Linked DNA regions of Zea mays: all the other regions are linked to region 2. A link is a contact called in public Hi-C data. All regions are on one chromosome and are shown on one strand. The core of a region is the stretch at or near the end of the contact, and the rest is flanking DNA. Distances in the headings are between cores, read along the strand shown. Region 1 holds the start of LOC103653308 (QWRF motif-containing protein 4). Region 2 has its middle 16 kb from the start of LOC103653306. Region 3 holds the start of LOC732827 (wound responsive protein-like).

What was found. A called contact is a pair of places that touch in the nucleus more often than the background predicts.
Region 1: a contact with region 2 is called in a Hi-C map of tassel, with 3 times the contacts expected there. The contact joins the promoter of LOC103653308 here to the enhancer-like site in region 2. A contact is called at or near these places in 3 of 25 Hi-C or Micro-C datasets (ear, leaf and tassel).
Region 3: a Hi-C map of leaf shows a contact between it and region 2, with 6 times the contacts expected there. The contact joins the promoter of LOC732827 here to the enhancer-like site in region 2. A contact is called at or near these places in 11 of 25 Hi-C or Micro-C datasets (bundle sheath, ear, endosperm and 4 more) and 2 of 3 datasets of contacts at active chromatin or transcription factors (leaf and seedling).

Annotation. Positions count from the first base shown.
Region 1 is chr4:62,683,315-62,686,376 of Zm-B73-REFERENCE-NAM-5.0, forward strand. It overlaps LOC103653308 (QWRF motif-containing protein 4), which reads right to left and starts at 1,415. Exons shown (of 6, transcript XM_008680245.3): 1 at 1-1,415. The coding sequence starts at 1,112.
Region 2 is chr4:62,484,929-62,487,628 of Zm-B73-REFERENCE-NAM-5.0, forward strand. No RefSeq gene overlaps it. Among protein-coding and RNA genes, the nearest start is that of LOC103653306, 16 kb to the right of the region's middle. Within about 2 kb of position 1,298, at least 17 of the 20 cell types and tissues checked have an H3K27ac peak or open chromatin away from gene starts, as enhancers often do. A contact at or near this core is called in bundle sheath, ear, endosperm and 3 more, where this site is marked.
Region 3 is chr4:62,275,498-62,278,197 of Zm-B73-REFERENCE-NAM-5.0, forward strand. It overlaps LOC732827 (wound responsive protein-like), which reads right to left and starts at 1,449. Exons shown (of 11, transcript NM_001112438.2): 1 at 1,247-1,449; 2 at 156-440. The coding sequence starts at 432.

The DNA of each region.
Region 1 (3,062 bases), core at 165-2,664, 200 kb after region 2:
GCAGGCTGTTCGACAACCGTTCGAGCAGCCGAAGACGCGCATTTCGATTGGCAAGCTGCTGCTGACGGCCTCATCCGCGACGGGGTCTGGCAGGACCGGGAGGTAGTAGACGAGGACCGGCGCAGAGCTGGAACGGGCAGAGAAACGGCCTGCTTGATCGGGCGGCAGGTGGGTTTAGAGCTCTCCGACATCTGCGAGGAGGCGTCGCTGCTGGAGTCCGCCGCCTTGTCTTTCCTTCTCCGGTGAACGATCTGCGCCGTCTCGTTCGATGGTCCCCGCTTCACGCTCTTGCCGGTTGCTGCGCCTTCACATGGACGCGTCCTCCTTGGAGGAGAACGTCCTGCTGAAGCATCTGATGACGAAGAGGCGTCAGACCTGCTAGCCTTTTCCGCAGAAGCGGCGGTTGTCGAAGAGAGGCCAGCCATCATCCCCGGCCACCAGTGTTTATCGGCGAGGGCGACACTGTTGGCAGGGGACTCCGGAGGGCGAGCATTCTCGTGTTGGCTTTGGTCGCCGGTGTTGTTCTTGCTCGTGCTCCTTCCACGAGGTCGAGGGCTCGTGCTCGTCTTCCTCTCAGCCACAGCTCCTGGCCTCAGTCTGACCACCGGCTCTGAAGGTAGGCCACGGACTAGCCTGTCTACCTTACTGGCAGTGGCAGGGGACTGCCCGTGCTCTGCCTCTGGTCGAAGCAGGGGAGACGAGCACGAGCTCCGCGCCGACGCCCACGGGCGGTCGGAGTCTTTGCCCTTCCTTGCACGGGGTGGAGTGCCGTGTCCATCGGCGGCCGCGTCACGTGGAGACACGGCAGACGCGGACCTCGCCGCGGCCGAGGGCTTCAGCCGAGAGGACGGCGCAGGAGAAGGCGCGGCAGCCGACCGCGCTCCGTTGCACGTCGCCGAGCCGCCGTCCGCAGAGGCGGGGCCGGGGCTCGGAGAACCGCACCGCCTCGCTGCAGGAGCCGCCGGCGACACCGACACGGGCTTGAACCTCGAAGGGCTCTCTGTTCTCCGACCGGCGGGGGCTGCTGCATTGTTCTTCTCGGACGGCGCCAGCGGCCGCCTCTGTGCGGCAGCAGCAGCCTTGCTCCGCTCAGCCTTCATGATGGATTCCATGACGATGACGACGAAGGAGAATGGAATAGCCGCGCGCCAGAGAGGCAGCAGTAGTAGCACGCACCACCCACATCGGTGTGGCTCTCATCAAGGTACGCGCGCCCGTCCGCCACTGCCAGTGCCACGGCAAGGCCACGCCACGCGGGGACTACCGGAAAAGACAGAGACACGGATCCAACCACCGGGATAATCAGCCAAGATAGAAGCTAGCGTTAACCATCTCGGACGGACTAGAGAAGGAGCAAAACCCAGTCCCCCACCACACCACGTCGCGAGCGGGGCCAAGAACCCGGACCCGGACCCCCCACTCGGGGAAGCGAGCGCTACAGCGACGACGGCGCACGCTCTGGCCACCGGCGGCCGGTGCATGCCCGATGGCGACAGCCAAGTGCCGCGGTCACGCGCGCGCGCGCATTCGGCTATGGCCTATGGGTTAGGAAACCCTCCGGCCGGTTTGTTGCTACTGTAACGAGTCGCTCTCGTCACGGGGATGCCGTTGCCGTCATGCCGTGGACTGGTCCGCAACGGTCCCCTGGGGGAAGAAGAAGAAGGCTCTCTAGCTAGCGCAACGTGGGGCTCACAGGTCACAGCCATGGCGAGATGGAGGGCAGTGGACACATGCACTGCCGTGTGAATTTCCCGTGACTGAAGGTACTGCTAGTGTGCTAGCTCGGACGGACGGAATCAAGCGCGGCGTTTCCTGCTGCTCATACTCGCCGGCTGCGACGACGCTACCGGCTACCTGCATGGATGATGGAATCCATCATGGAAATCTTTGCGGCCGACAGCGACACATGATGGAGCGGTAGTAATAATATACAGCTTCGAAGCAGCAGGGGAACACATGGATGGTTCAGTAACACTTCAGCATTGTTGGTTCTACGCAGACAATGAGACAAGCCCACAAAATCCAAGCCTCCGTGGTTTAGAAAAAAAAAACCGGAGGAAACATATATAGCTGAAAAATAGTCCAAGAAACAAGCAAGATAGATAGACATGAAGAGTTACCGGCACGTTGGTAGCAGCGGCCCACGATAAATAAACTAGTATTATAAAAATGTAGCCAAATTGGCTTCGAGTTGAGCCGTTCTCCAAGTCCAGCGCGCCGCCACACCATGCGCGCGTTTCTGGATCTGAAGCGACCGGCGCTATCAACCTGGACGCACCCCCACGGTGAATCAAAATGCCCAATCGCACGGAAAGGGACGCTTGACTTGGGCGCAAAGGATTCGATGTAAAGGCGCCGTACGGTACGATACGGTTACTGGCTTGGTACAGCACAGCAGCGCGAAGAGGACGCCATGCGAAGCGAAGCGAGGAACACGGCTTGAATTGGTCGGCATATAGTTGGCCAAATGGCACTAACACGACGGGCCGGCACTGGCACGGCACTAAAAAGCACGGCACTGGCACGGCACGGCACGGACCTTTTAGTGCCAGTGCCGGGCACGGCCCGTTCTTAGTGCCGTGCCTGGGCCACCACTTGGGCCCGTAGGGTCGGCCCAGGCACGGCACGGTAAATTGGGCTGGCACGGCGCCGGCACGGCCCACCCAGCAGCCGGCCAGCAGTGTAACCCGCCCCCGGCCCCCACTTCCCAGTCCCCACTCCCCAGCCGCGGCCGCTCAGTCGCTCACTCGCTCACCCGCTCTCGCTCTCGCTCAAACCCTAACTCGCTCTCGCTCAGCCGCGGCCCGCGGGCGATTCGGCGGCGTCCGGCGAGCTCCCCTCTCCCTCGTTCCCTCCGGCCTCCGCCTCCGCTAAGCGCTCCGGTCTCCATCTCCGCCTCCGGTCTGCGGTCTCCGGCTCTCCGCCTCGGCGCCTCCGCTCGGACTCGGATCGATCGTCGCTCGTCGGAGAATGGAGATCCTCTCCGGCTCTCCCCCGCTCGGATCTGCGCATTTGTGAACCGGGTAACTCAGATCCATAACCCCCGCTCGGATCTCTTGTCT
Region 2 (2,700 bases), core at 48-2,547:
ATTAGATTACGATCCAACCACAAATACGACCATGGTTTGTTAGGGGTTTTTTTTATAAAGATTATTGAGCTGGTGGTGGAAGGGTTTAAGTGTCAAATGTGACCCACGATTAGATCACGATCTAATGGATCAGATGGTTTGCTTGCATGCTTGCACAGAATGACTGCTTGCATAGGAGTCGTTGCCACTAAATTATGGGTTTAAAGTAGATCAAGAATGATATGCCATGCTTTTTTGATTCAACGGACGAAGGAATAACCTGTCACATAGGACAATTTGATAAGGTCCGGCGACCTGCCGTCTTTGATATAGAGAGCTGATGTAGATCAGATATGCAACAATGTTGAATAGGATCATGTTAATGACTTGTTGGACCATAACATCATGGTAGATCATAAATGTGAACCTCGAATCCTATCATCAGCAACGAAGGCGCGAGAAAGATATATAGAAGACTCATTCTTCGTTCTCGTTTTGTCACGGCACAAATAAAAAAAGACAAGAGAATTATTTATACAAACTCTTGCTTTATTATCTATTATTATTATAGGAGAGTACAAGTTTGTTAACCCTCAAACATATATTTAGATCATGTTCTAAACCTCTAGAGCTAATTATTGATCAGCTAGTAAGTTGCTATCTAGTTTTAGCTAGGTTAGAGCAACTAACAACCAATAAATATTTGAGAGGTGTAGTTAATAATTACATGGTCTATTGATGGACTTATTCTAAACCTCTTAACTAATTTTAGTTGTTAACTATTAGTTGCGAGGTTTGGACCATACGATGAGGTCCGTGAGAAGCTTGGCGTGTTTGGAAAATATAAGGGGGTAAATGTGTGTCTGGAAAATATCTGGAAACACGGATGAAATGGACCGGTCGCCGTCGCCGTCGCCGGTCACGTCATTCACACCATTTGAAGTAGAAAATAACATCGGTCGCGTCACTATTCGGCGAGGAGCAATCAAGCAAGCGGATCAGGAATCTGTGGCTCCAATTGGATCTCGGACTATAGCACCACGGCCCAGTGGGTTGCCGCAAGGCGCTGCTGCTTTATCGGCATGGACGGTGGGGTGCGTGCATGTGCTGATGTGCATGCCGATTGCGAAAGGAAACCAGGAAGACGGCGGCCGGCCGCGCTGGCTGGGTCTTATCCGCGGATTCGGGGCGATAATAATGACAAATATCGTGTGGCTGGCGGGTGGGATCTGGAATCGCCCGGGATCCTGCTCCGGCCTGTGCGTGCGGTCCCCGATCAAACGGGCTGAATAAACCATCGAACGGATACTGAGTCCTGATCCAGGCCACGATGAAGGCAGACGCGACCGGACCTCTCCCTTTTGCTGGGCCGCCACATGGCCCACACCAGTGGGCTAGAGACAATAAACAGGAAACATCCGAGCGATTGAACCTCTGCATTCTGCATTGGGTAATAACACCCTAATTTTTAAATCTAAAAAAACTATTTTAATTTATATGTCTTTTAATTAATTTATAGGAAAGATATTGATTATCTTCTAGAATTAAAATATATAAAATCATATGCTCAAACTTAAGTGATGCGTTTATGCCATTGCATTTGTTTTGTGTGAATTAAGTCCCAATTTATTTGGTTATAATTTGATTTGATTTATTAATTTAGCCTTTAGAATTTAAATCTGCAAAAAAAATAGAAAGGAATTGGAACAAAGACTGAACTCGGCCCACTAGCTTTCAGCCCAATTAGCACAACGGCGCCGGCGTCCTCTCCCGGTGACACATTGGCAGTCTGGCCCTATGTGTCAGAACTCACTCATGCACGGTTCTCCCTCACAGTTGGCTGGCGAGTGGGAAACCCTTGTCATCCCCTTCCTCCCACCCATACTGCACCATGTCGGCGAGAGCAAACTCAACTCCAACACCGTTCTAGACAAATCCTGTCCTGGCACAACTCGACCGACTGAGTCCAATGCAGATACGAGTCCGACAGAGGTCTTCCCTAACCCATACGACTTCTTTCCCTTAACTATCTGCGCCCAACTCGATATCAAGTAGAACCAAGAGTTTGCCAAGTGTTGGGACTTGCTCTCCTGGGCAAGTTGATCTAACGGGGGAGTGGAAAGGATGCAAGTAAGGTTTAACTCGAGATGGCAATTGCTCTGTTAATCTAGCCTCTCAAGGGCACTGTACGGGGGTATTTATAGGTGCCCGAGCGCCCAACATCCCGATGTAAGGACGCTTATGCCCTCAGACACCTGGATTATCCCCAGAATATTCCCATAAGGGAGGGTTACAGACTGTCATTACAGAAAAGCTATTACAAATCCGGCTCGTAACACACCTGTCCATGCGGGGCCTGTTACAATGGGCCGAATCCCACGTGGGCCTCCAGGTCGGGTGAGGACGTGGGATGGAGAGACTTCGTCGTAGGCCTTCGTCTTGCAGTGAAGAGGACGAAGGGTGGGCCGTGCCGGTCATCTTGCCTCTGTCGGTGCAGCGAGTTGACGAAGGCCTGGAGCGAAGGGTAGCGTCTTCGCCTTCGCCCCAACATTTTCCCTCCGAGGGACCAGTTCGACTGAGTCATCTGGTGTCGAAGACGTCACTAGATGGTGGAGACGCTGCCCTCACTCGAAGTGGTTCCGCGGGGGGTTTTGATATGACCGTTGACGGACGCGGTACTGTTGGACTGCGAGCTTCCCGAAGCGTCGCGCTCTGTGTATA
Region 3 (2,700 bases), core at 199-2,698, 210 kb before region 2:
GATACTTGTGATAAACAAGTGGAACATAGAAAGTCAAGCAACTGATGAGATAGGAAAATCAAGTCCAGAAAAGCAAATAAATAAAGCCTAATTAAAACTTGAATGTAGCACGGCATTCTCCATATAAAAGCTGACCACCTTGTGTGAAGAATTACCTGCTTCTAGCACAGTAGAATTAACATAATCTTCATCACTGTCGCTAAAGTTTCCAGCCATGTATCCATTGCCATCAGAAGACGAGCTGAAGCTACAGCATGGACCTATGTTCTTCGTAGATGGCTGAGAGATGGGAGAAATGAATCTTGAAACGTTCCTGTATTTTGAAATGGTCCCAAGCTGCCCGAATCTGGTCAGGGAGTTGTTGACCAGCGCAGCAGCAGGCGATTTGGCTTGCATTGCAGGGCGGCATAAAACTGGTCCCTCCATCGCCATCAACCTGACTACATGGCAGAAATGGAGCCAATAAAAATATCTGTCACGGTAATACCCGGATAATGTCGCGGAGAAAATAATCATCGTGTGACCTATAGTTACGGAAAAGTCAGAAAATGAAAAAAAAAATGATTCTTGCCCTGAGCCTATGCCACAACTATCGGTTTTCAGTTTCATGGCACCGACGTATCAACCTACAGTTTGGATTCAGAAGAGCTGGGTTGCGCTCTACAACCCTTGATCCATAGTTAAGTGCTGAACTTTATTTTGCATCTCAATCCCCAAAACGTAGCGTCGGATGCCTAACCACTTTGCTGAATCAAGCACCTAAACATGACAGCTTCACATATCACTGATCGTCCCCTTATACCAAGTTAATGATCCCATGATTCGCACATAATTATGCAAGTCCATCAACGCCGATGTAAAAACTATCTAACTCAACTGACCATTCGATTGCACTGATCGCCAAAGAGAAGACACCCCCAAGTTCGCGCCACACCCACCTCAGTTATTCAGGTGCAACAACAATCATACCCCCCAAACACCTTCAGCGCACCGTACCCAAGCATTACAAAGCGAGCAGAGACCAAGAGGACAAGCACGAATCCAGATCGAAGCTCCGCATCGAACAATAAACACTCATCCGCAGAAAACCAAATCCCGTTACACGAAGAGGAGCAAGCCGCCGCTGGTCCAATAAACGGGGGGAGAAAAGGAGAAGAAACAGAAGAGTCCACGAGATGGGTAACGAGTCCCAATGGTGTGCAAGGGAGCCGAAACAATCGGATCGCAGACCGCGTCAAGAACGAACCTGATTTGGAAAACGCACGAGGGAGTCCCAATGGTCTGCTTTTCCAGCAGCAATGGCCGACGCTCCTGAAAACCGAAGAAGCAGAGCACGAGGCAACTTGGGAGGAGGTTGGGAGGAGGACGAGCGACCGCAGTGGATTATTATTGATGTTTTTTTTTCCTTTTTTGTAGCAAGAGGGAGGATTATCGTTGGTTTGTTACGTTGTCTTCGGGCGGAAAAAAGAATAGAAAAGAGGTGGGATAACCTTTCGCTTTATTATTATTATCTAGAAGAGAGTGGAATAGAAGGGGTGGGCGAGCAATCGCTACCAAATAGTCTCTCCGGCACAAATTAACCGTACGTTGTTATCCATATTCAAACTCAACTCCACCAACACTACAGTATACAATACAGAACAGTAACAAATAGTATTTTTTGATAAACTTTAGATAAACTACTACAGATAGTCTAAGAGATATAGATAGACAGTAAGATATGTCAGATTTATAATCTGTCAAACTAACAAAGACTACAATAACCTATAAACTTCTGACGGTTATTGTTATTGAAAATAAGGTCTAACCCGTCAGACATAACTTATTTTCAACATCTTAGACCTTATTTTCAATGGTAATGACTCACCGATTTTAAACGGTCAAAAATAAGATTATTTTCGATGGCGACAGTTAGTGGCCTTCTATAGTTAACCCGCATAACTCTGTTGACGACGTCCGGTGGACCCCATCTATCTTATATCCTACATTCCTATGGTCACCACGAAGCCGTTGGACATAATGCATTCAAGTCCGACCACTTCCAGTTAGTCGTCGGAAGTAACAACTCTTTAAGTCTAACGACCACATTTAAGCCGTCGGAAATAATAAGTTCTAGGGAGATAAAAATTCTCCGCGCTTTTTTTTTGTTAATTCATACAATTCATCCAGATTCATACAGATCCACATTCACACATTCACATTCCCATTTGCAACACACATTTACATTTACAAAAATGATATTCACAACCACAAAACACATTCACATATAGTTCAACATCACTGTCGGAGAGGAAATTCTCCGACCGGGTGGCGGAATGCACCCGCCTAAATCCTTAGATGAGGAGGGGCCTAAGCGTTTTGCCTGCTAGATGGAATCGGGAAGAACACAAGAACACACAAGGGTTTAAAGTGGTTCGGGCCGCTGGAGCGTAATACCCTACTCCACTGTGTGTTGTATTGAGCTTGAGAGCTTGTATGAACTTGTGAGACTGAGTGTCTAAGTGAGCTTGAGCCTAAGTTGGGTCTGCCTTGTAACGTCGTGTGCTATCCCTTTTATAGCTCAAGGGGGGCACGTACAAGTATACTGAGCCCCGACATGTGGGCCCAGAGGCAAAATGGAAGGAAGTAACTACTACATGTAACGCCAGGGTGATCTCCGAGCGCCATAATGTCTGTAGTGCATATAGTATTGATACCCTG